2 separate regions of the Mus musculus genome follow, and region 1 is linked to region 2. A link is a contact called in public Hi-C data. All regions are on one chromosome and are shown on one strand. The core of a region is the stretch at or near the end of the contact, and the rest is flanking DNA. Distances in the headings are between cores, read along the strand shown.

Region 1 (5,459 bases), core at 2,365-4,864, 180 kb after region 2:
TGCTACGTAGTAGCACCCCACAAGCCAGTTTTATGAAGCTATACAAAATTAGAGAGGTAAGATGAATCATTTACTAGGAGAGCTCTCTATTGGGTTTAACACAGCATCTTAGCCTATAACTCATGCAGTCCTCAGACTTTCAGTGATCCTCTTGTCTTAGCTTCACAGACATGGGAATTACGAGCATGAATTAATACAACTAGCTAAAAACACTGATTTCTTGGCATACAGTTGAGGCAAGAAGATCTCCAACTCAAGACCAGCCTATATGTAATCAAGAACCCATCTCAGAAAAACAAAAAAACACAAGAAAAAGGGGGATTCTATCCTGGTAAAACACCAACTAAGCCTAGTTTTAACTCATTGTATTTTATTGATAAAATTAAAAACATGCTATACTGATCAGCTAGAACAGTAAATACATTTCCATTCTAAACACTTCAGTAAGCTAGCAACCGAAGAAGATTAAAGACTCAGCTGTTTTAAGAAAAGGAAGAGAGCAAGCTCATTTGGGACTCTAATAAACCAGGATGTCTATATATTCAACTCAAGCTTCAAATTCCAAGAAAACTGCATCTTATATAGAGATGAGTTTTAGAAGAATGTATTGTTTTCTATGTTAATAAGCATATGCAAACATTCTAACAGTCTTTTATAAGTTATATTTGGCCAGAATTTGTTTACAGCATTTAGGGAGATCAATTTACCACCAAGTAACAGCCAAATAGTAGAGTTCTCTTAGAGGTATTTTAACATACAACATAGAAATATTTGATTTAGTACAAATTTCAAATATAAATTTCCTTTAAAAATTAGGAATAGTTTCAACCCAAACAAAGTGAATAAAGAACCAAAGTTTTAGCTCAGTGGCAGAGACATGGCATAGACTCTGGGTTCAATATTCCATATGGCAATAAATATGTGGGAGCAGAAAGATGGCTCAGCAAGTAAAGGTACTTGCTGCCACAAATAGAAACTTGAGTTTAATCCCATATGATGGAAAGAGATAAGTGATTTTTGAAAACTGCCTACTGACTTTTGTGCATACACACACACACTCTCTAAACAAATGTGAAAACAAATAAAGAGCATATAAACCTCAAAAATCAATAGTTTTTTTTCTTGGTGTCTACAAAGATGCTTAAATAAATAATTTAAGGGCAACATGAACAAAAACTCTAACTAAAACAAAAATAGATCCTTACAATAAAAATTCAGCTAGGCATCATGGCTCTCAACTGGCAGGAGAATCTGAAATTCCAGGCCAGCCTGGGTTCTACAGAGTTAGACCCTATCTCAAAGACAAAATTACCACAGAAACCAAACCTAACAGTTAAATATGCATCCTCATTCACCCTTCACTTCATGGTCTTCAATCCTTTGGAGCTTGTCTGTCTTTCTGTTTTGGGATGGATGTTCTTTAGGGTCATTTACTCCCTTAAAGACTGTTGAATAATGGACCCACATTAAAGAATGTAGACCTTTTGGCTAACCAGGTGACAAAAGTGCTTCTAAGGGCCAATATCTTCAAGATGCTTTGTATGCAGTTCCATCAGTTTAACACTGTGGGCTGAGATCTACTCCTGAAATTGCAGTTTCACTAAAACAGGACACTTGTACAGGATATTCAGTATTTACCATAAAACCTGTTATACTGTTAAAGGTCTCTTTTAAATGTAAGAAAAGTTTGTTCAGGATTGCTAGGAAAGCTGAACTAGGATAACTTCCCTGCTGTATCCATACAAAGCATCTGTGAGGGCATTGGCCCTTAGAAGAAATGGGATATATTTTAGAACAAAAATCTATCAGTATATTCTCTGATTTAAAAAAAAAAAAATGTCAAGAATACTGCATGGGTTGGGACCAGTGGCACACACCTTTAATCGCAGTACTCTTAGCACTTTACAGAGACAGAAGCAGGTAGAGCTCTGTGAGTTCAAGGCAATCATGGTCTATACAAAAAGTTCCTGGCCAGTCAGGATTACATAGAGAAACCCTGACTCAAAACAACAAAAGAATATTAAAAGGGAAGCCATACCTAGTGGCCCACACCTATAATCTTAGCATTGGATATAAGACTACTGAGACTACAGCAGGAGGATTCTACAAGTCAGCCCAGGGTATATAATTAGGAAACCACCCAGCATTGGCTACAGAGTGAAACCTTGTCTTGGAAAAAAATATATTTATATACTGTATGGGAAAACTACATGCCAATACAAGTTTTAAAGTTCCTCATACATTACTCAGAAATTAAATGGGATAAAAGCAATTCTGAAAAAAAAAACCTATAGCAAATGCATTCTAAATATATTACTTTTCAGAACTAAATGCATTGCTTCCTATACAATAAGAATATTTTGAATCTTTCTTCTTTAAAATTAATGAGGGAAAAGGAGGGGTAAGGTAAGAAATGGCTGAAAATAGCATGCTTATAATCCCGGCATTTGGGAGGTAGAGGGAGGAAGTCAGGAGTTAAGGTCTAGCAGCTGTACGATGAGTTCAAGGGTACATGAGACCTTGCCTCAAAGAAATAAAATGAAATTGATGTTGGACATTCTGCCAATAATATATAAAGTTAGGCTGCTAATAAACTTTTAGAAACATCAAGTGACACACTTATAAAACCACATTGTTGTTTCTAAAATAGAATGTTGCTATACTACAGTACAGGCTAACCCCAAATTCACTATATAATCTAGGCTGGCCTCAGACACTGCCTTGATCTTCTTAGTGTTCCAAGTACTGGGATTTGTATTTATTTTAACTATTATCATTTTTATTTTAAGTACATGTATTTTCTACCTGCATACTTATTAATGCCTGGTGCCTGAGGAGGCCAGAAGAGGGAATCAAATGCCCTGGAACTGGAATGTCTTAGTTAAAAGTTTTATTGCTGTGAAGAGACACCATGACCACAGCAACTCTTATAAAGGAAAACATTTAACTGAGGCTAGCTTACAGTTTCAGAGGTTTAGTCTATTATAATCATGATGGGAAACACGGTGGTGAACAGGCAAACAAAGGTGCTAGAGAAGGAGCTGAGAGTTTATATCTTGATCTACAGGTAGCAGGAGACTGTGCCACACTGGGCATAGGTTGAGCATATGGAGACCTCAAAGCCCACCTCTATAGTGACACACTTCCTCCAACAAGACCACAATTCCTAACAGTGCCACTGCCTATGACCAAGTATTCAAAACATTTCTGTTACAGATAGCTGTCAGTTACCACATGGATGCTGGGAACCAAACCAGGTCCTCTGAAGGACAATAAATGCTCTTAACCATGGAGCCATCTCTCTAGCCTCAAATATTTTAATTATGTGCTATCATATCCAACTTTCAAAACCACTTTTATGAATGCCATCTAATCTCTCCTCTAAAATATCTGAAATCTGTTCAAATTAACTAAAACAGTTATTGACCACCACATCTGATTTAAGCTTAAAGTACCAAAACAGCTTTTTAAAGCTGTTCCTTTCCTGGTTTTGATCTCACACAAAAACTGCACTTAAGTATTTAGATTATTATTAACCAAACAAAAGACACTAAGAGGAAGCAGGAAGTAGGCCTGCTGAGTAAGGAGAAAAATATCCGTTAGAGTGGGGTTTTTAACACACAGAATTTCTAACAGGAAATGAACACATAAGTACATGCAGTAATTATAGAGAATAGGTATTTGCAATGCTGTTTCCCAACAGAAAGCATAAGCTTCAGGGAAATACTTGTGAGTAGGCTGAGACTGAGCAGTATGTGAGCACATGAAAGACCCACTCCAATGTTTTCCAAAACCTGCCCATAATTGGTGCTCTCTTTACCTTTTTTTTTTTTTTAACCTTTTGGGTTACATAACCAAACTTTCTTATTATAATACATATGTATGATGTCAGTATGTGTGTGTGTGTGTGTGTGTGTGCGTGCGCGTGCACACGTGTGCACATGAATGTCACTGTGCATGTGTGGAGGTCAGAGGACAACACTGTGGGGTCAGTTCTCTCTTTCCATCTCTACACAGGTTCTGGGGATTGAATTCACAGTGTACAAGTAAAATCAGCATAAGATTTCACAAACTTTATGAGATCTTGGTATCTAGAAAAGATTGGGGGCTGGAGAGATGGCTCAGCAGTTAAGAGCACTGACTGTTCTTCCAGAGGTCCTGGAGTTCAATTCCTAGCAACCACAACCACATGGTGACTCAAAACCATTTGTAATGGAATCCAATACCCTCTTCTGGTGTGTCTGAAGACACTGAATATGTACTCACATTTCTAAAATATATAAATCTTAAAAGAAAAAAAAAAGAGTGAGGCTAGCCTGAACTACATATCAAGTCCCTATCTCAAAAACATTAGTAAGGGATAGGTAAGATAACTTAGAAGGTAACGGTGCTTACTGCCAAGTCTAACCACCTGAGTTAGATACATGGGATTCATATAGAAGGAGAATGGACTCCTGCAGAAACTCATGCACATTTACATATACACAAATAGTAAATTAAAATTTAAAACTTTTTAGGAACTAGGCTTGAAACTTTGATATGAAAATCTTTTTTGTACATCAAACTTAGATTGAATGCTTCTAATAATTATGTTTGCAACCTGTATCACTATTATGAAATAGCTATAGATTCCTTGTAGATAATTAGATTATTAAACTTTCCTATTTGAATTTTCTTCCCCATCTGAACTTGTTATACTTTTATGGATACTGAGATGTAAAACTAAGTTACTATACTAGTCTCTTAATTTACATGGAAAAAAGGTAGAATCTGCTTGATTTGGGCATTTTCTATAAAATATAACTTTCAGCAGCAAACACTTGTCTTAACACAAATCTCGCACTGTTTTATTACCCTAACATACACAAAGGAAAACTTAAAATATTTAATAGGATTGAAAATTTGTTATACTACTATTTCATTGCTTTACAAGAACACCATACCTTTCCAGAGATCCTATTCTATGCATTAGTTTGAAAATACACATTCAAAATACAAAACCTCCTAAGGAATGCAGCTCAGTAGCATGCACAATGCACTGTCTTCAATCCCTAGCACAAGCACAACTACCACCACCACCACCACAACAATACACACACACACACACACACACCCTACAAAAAAGCTAGCATCCTCTTTTAAATGGCAACTTTCGAAACTTTATATTATATACATATGTAATATTATATATTATGTTATTTTAAATAAAGGGATCTCATAAATATCTAGTATGACTAGTTCATAAGTTAAGAAATGTGATCAAGGCCAGGCATGGTATTGCGAGTCTGTTAATCCCAGTCTTGGGGAAGCAGAGAGAGGAGGATCAAGTACCATGCCATCCTAGCCTATATAGCATTAGCAAAACTACCACAAAAAGACCAAACCAACCAACCAGACAAACAAACAAATAAAAATCCTTCAGACCAAAATAGTAACTTTAAATATAATTAATATTCTCT
Region 2 (4,983 bases), core at 1,209-3,708:
TTAAATGTCACATGAGGATAGGGGTCTGCAATATATAAACAGAGGGCTAGGCTGGGGAGATGATAGTTCAGTAGGCAAAGGCATTCGCCACCAACCCCAACCTGAGTTCTAGACCAGGGCCTACATGATGGAATGACAGACCCAACTCACACAAGATGTCCTCTGATCTACATATAACCATGTCATGTGGAGGACACACACACACACACACACACACCAACACCACCACCACCACCACCACCACCACCACCACCACCCTCACACAAAACAATTCACTTTTTCGGTTGGGAGGTCTACTTACTAGAATATAGAAATCAATGTGACAAAAAGCATTTGCAAGGCTGGAGATGGCTGTGAGGTTAACAGCCACCCTGCTCTTACAGAGAACGTGAGTGTGGTTGGTTTCCGTCATCAACCCACTCTGGGTGGCTGCTCACAGGCACCTATAACCCTAGCTCCACCAGTATCCAATGCCTCTGGCCACCACAGACATATATATTCTCTCTCGCTCTCTCTCTCTCTCTCTCACACACACACACACACACACACAGAATCTTTTATATATTTTTTTTAATTAGGTATTTTCTTCATTTACATTTCTTGCTACTGTTATAAACAATAGTGCAGGGGCTGGTGAGATGGCTCAGTGTGTAAGAGCACCCGACTGCTCTTCTGAAGGTCTGGAGTTCAAATCCCAGCAACCACATGGTGGCTCACAACCATCTGTAACAAGATCTGATGCCCTCTTCTGCTGTGTCTGAAGACAGCTACAGTGTACTTACATATAATAAATAAATAAATCTAAAAAAAAAAAAAAAACAATAGTGCAGGATATCTGATGTGCTACCCTTGTGAAAGGGTTGTTCAACAACCTTCCCAAAGGGTTCTCCACCCACAGGTTGAGAACCACTGGGCTAGAAGTGTGAGTTTGAGGCCAACCTGGGCCAAATACTAAGACTCTATCTCAAAATAATAGTATCAATAATAAATTTTAAAAGGTCTAAATTTTACTAAATTTAATTTTTTATTCTTACAAAAAGACAGTTTACTGCACACCTTACTTTTCTCATAAACAAGCCTGACTTCCTCTATGGATTAATAAATGTATATAGTATAGATAAAGGCCCACCAGTAGAAGAGTAACTAAAACTCGTCCACACAGACATACCCCGCATACCCACGCTCGTGCGTGTAAAGCTCCAGAGATCACAAATATGAAGTCTGCTCCATTGACCGGAAGGGTGAGGGCAAAAATCATCCCTACCTCTGTCACTCCGCAGAGGCTGCCCATGTTCCCAGAGTCAGAGCCCACATCCCTCCAACCACGTGACACACCTCCTCTCCTGAGGCTCTGGCTCTCTGGGCACCAGGTAATCCAAAGCCCTTCCCTTCCACATTACCTAGACAGTCAGCACGCCCATGGGTTCTGGGACTAGAACCTGGGCGTCTTAGGGCCATTGGGTCCAGCTGTCACAGCACCTATGTGTAGCACACGGACAGTGATGCTTCATGTTTAAGACAATGAGAGCAAGGTGGCAGGCACTATGGAAACGTCACAGTGAAACCATTTATTCTGTGCTGGTGATGTGAGCTAATCATTGTAATGAGGTACACTCTGGTCAGCAAGACACTACCCCGACAAGGATGAGGCACACTCTGGTCAGTGCCACTACACCCGGAAGTGGCAGCACTTTCTTGGCAGGGCTAGGAAGGGGACAAACCTTAGACCCATTGTTCTGGCCTGCATCCCCAAAGCAGACCCCGATGGTTCTTTCCCTCTACAGTCTACAGCTCTGGGTCTCTTCAGCTAAGGAGGCAGCAGCTCACTCTTCCTCTTCCTCTTCCTCCTCTTCTTCCTCCCCTGGCTGCTCTAAGTGCATAGGCTCTGGTTGATTATCTGAATGCTGAAAATGCAGGCATATGACTGGGTCTCAAAAGGCATGTGACAACTGCCCTTTAAAGAAACTGACAGGCACAGACCACGTTTTCCTGGAGCCTTGTGGCGTCACCACACAATGTGAACGCCAGGCACATGGCAGCAGGATAAGTGTTCTCTATCACTTAACTGCATGAGTCAGATTTGATAAATTCCAGTCTTTGAAAGACTATCAAAAGGAAGCTTTAAACTAACAGGCTATGATGGCAGCCTAGCAACCCAGCCTCCTCCATTGCCACCTGAGCCGGGTACTGGAGCAGTCAGGTCCTAACAGACTTCAGAGCCTCGAGGATGGCGGGCTCCCCAGCATACAACCTGTGGGAAATGAGAGCAAGCTGAGACCTGAACCCCAGCTCCATTTCCCCTTGCTCTCTGACCTTGGGCTTTCTGAACACACACAATGAGCCCACTCTCACTCATTGACTCATGGGTAAGGCACCCAGGAAACAGAATATGTTCACCAGAGCCACTTCCTTCTTCCGGTCCCTGAAATACTAAAGGCAGCTGGGCAAGTCCCTCACTGGGAGAGCACTTACCACACACAGCTCACCCACACACCGCCTCTGAAATCTCAGCCAAGGCCCTGCCCAACCCGTACTTCCACTTTTTTTCTCTAAATAGACAGTATAGACTCTAACCACATCCAAAGTGATGATAAACGACAAATGAGGAGTTTAACGTTTTAGCTGTGTTGTTCTTCAAACCTATGTGAGAAATACCCCTAAAATAAAAGTATGTGCCCTGTATGACAGACACCCCTGGGTCACGGATAGGAGGGGAGCCTAAGTTCTGGTCCTGGATCAACTAGAAATGGTTCTGTATGCTCGGTCAGTTCTGAAACTCAGTTTCCCCACTAATAGACTTGTCAATCCCTTCCAGTTCTCAGAGTCTGATATATCATTGAGTAACCCAAACAAGCAGAATAAGCCAAGCTGAGAATGTCTTTAAAAAGACAAATGTCAGTGGAGTGTGGTGGCTCACGTCTTTAATTCCAGGTGGACCTCTTGTGAGTTTGAGGCCAGCCTGGTTTACAGAGCGGGTTCCAGACAGCCAGAGCTACACAGGGAAACCCTGTCTTGAAAACCAAGGAAAAAAGGCCCGAATGTCACCCGACATAGTTTAGTTACCCCTCAGTGTCTCAGGGGATTGGTTCCAGGACCTCCTGAGGCAGCCACCTACATGAAACGGCACAATATCAGCCCCTCCCCATTCCTCCCATATGCTTTAATCTACCTATAGATTGCTTTAAATAGCTCTGCAATGGAAATGTTGTGTAAACTTGCTATACTGTACTTTTCAGGGGATAACAAGTATGGGGGGGTGTCTACACATGTTTTGGATAAATAATACTTTCCAAATATTTTCTATGTGCAGTTGAGCAGGTTATATGAAGACCCCTCAGACGTGTAGACAACTAGAATTAACACCAAAGAGGAAAAATATGGAAGGATGAATGCCAGCTCCTTCAGTCTCAAAGACCATGCGATTTGAGAGCTCTGGGCTTTGCTACAGTTGGAGTCGCTGGGGAAGGTATCTAGTTGAGTCTGTAATGAGACAATCTAGACTTGAATGTCAGCTTGGGTTTATACCTTAGACTTTATCACCTTAGGCAAGGCATTCAATCTCTGGGTTCCTACAATTATAAAACGGACAGTAGCCAGTTCTCAAGGCCAACTAGGGACAGCATGTGGGCCATCCATGGAGCACCTGAAGCAGAGGTGAGCAGTGGATAATGGCTGTCACTGTGCCTTAGTGTGGGTTTCTATTGGTTCAACAAAATACCATGATCAAAAAAGCAAATTGGGGAAGAAAGGGTTTATTGGGTTTCATTTGAGGGAATCAGGACAGGAATTCAAGCAGGGCTGGAACCTGGAGGCAGGAGCTGATGCAGAGGCCGTGGAGATATGCTGTTTACTGAACTGCTCCCCGTGGCTTGCTCAGCCTGCTTTCTTATGGCCACTAGCCCAAGGGTGACCCTACCCACAATGGGCTGGGCCCTCCCCATTGATCACTAATTGAGAAACCGCCTTACAGCTGGATCTCACGGAGGCATTTCAACTGAGGCTCCTTCCTCTCTAGCTTGTGTCAAGTTGACACATAAAACCAGCCAATGCACACTGTGCGTCTGCAGTCACTGGCAGAGCACACACAGCCTCAGCTCTGAATCTCTTGATCACCTTCCTCTCTGCCCACAGTGCTGAGTCAAGGGTGATCTGACTTCGTAAGGAAGAAAGGCTTACAAAACTATAGCTGCCCAGAGACGGATAACAACCCAATCTCCCCCAACAAAAACAAATGCTCCCATCTTCCTCAAGAGAAAAAAAAGTTTAAAACACTCCACCGAAATGCAAAGTGCTTATCTCCACTCGTATCCACAGTTCTCCCTCTTTATCTCCTTCTGTAATATTTAAGTTTTACAACATATAATTGAAAAAAAATAATTAAACAAGACTGCCTGCTGCTGAGCCAGGCCAGACCTGACACTGCCCATGTGTCACCAGCACAGATCTGGACACCTGGCGTCAGGCAAGTCACTGCACCCTGCTGTAAGATGAAGGACGGGCACCTGATCTGATGACATCATCAGGCTGCTGTGAGGTGAGGACCCAACAGCAGGCTGTGGAATCTCCATCCTTCTAGAGCTCCTAACTTCCTGTGCCTGGAGGGAGGCCCAGCAGTTGCTGTTACTTTTCCTTCCAACTCAGAATGCATGGCTTCGAGTCACACCTTTATAATGTTGCTCGGATCGTTAAGAGAGAATAGCCCACAAGGCGGCAGCCTTTTCTTAGGAGCATACTTCCAAACTAACAAAAATGAATTGGAGGCTATGAACATAACTCAATGTTAGTGAGCAACTCCAAGTTGAAACCACTACCAGCCACAAGCCGTTGTCTTCCCCAGGTGTTCTGTTCCTTTCTTCTTGCTGACATTTTTTTTCCCTCTCTAACATTTGGGGAACTTCAGACCTCAGTGCACACTGGGTTGTGGGAAGCAACGGCAATGAGACAGAAGATCTCACCTAAGGAGTCAGAGAGCTGGGACCAACC

What was found. A called contact is a pair of places that touch in the nucleus more often than the background predicts.
Region 1: a contact with region 2 is called in a Hi-C map of CD4 T cells, with 3 times the contacts expected there. The contact joins two enhancer-like sites. A contact is called at or near these places in 3 of 484 Hi-C or Micro-C datasets (CD4 T cells, erythroblasts and nephron progenitors) and 1 of 9 other capture datasets (adipose tissue).

What each region holds. Positions count from the first base shown.
Region 1 is chr7:116,406,012-116,411,470 of GRCm38.p6, forward strand. All of the region lies in intron 2 of Pik3c2a (phosphatidylinositol-4-phosphate 3-kinase catalytic subunit type 2 alpha), which reads right to left. Among named protein-coding and RNA genes, the nearest start is that of Gm40453, 26 kb to the right of the region's middle. Within about 2 kb of position 3,615, at least 71 of the 459 cell types and tissues checked have an H3K27ac peak or open chromatin away from gene starts, as enhancers often do.
Region 2 is chr7:116,228,958-116,233,940 of GRCm38.p6, forward strand. The region is part of intron 3 of Plekha7 (pleckstrin homology domain containing, family A member 7); the gene reads right to left. Among named protein-coding and RNA genes, the nearest start is that of Gm44867, 60 kb to the right of the region's middle. Within about 2 kb of position 2,459, at least 67 of the 459 cell types and tissues checked have an H3K27ac peak or open chromatin away from gene starts, as enhancers often do.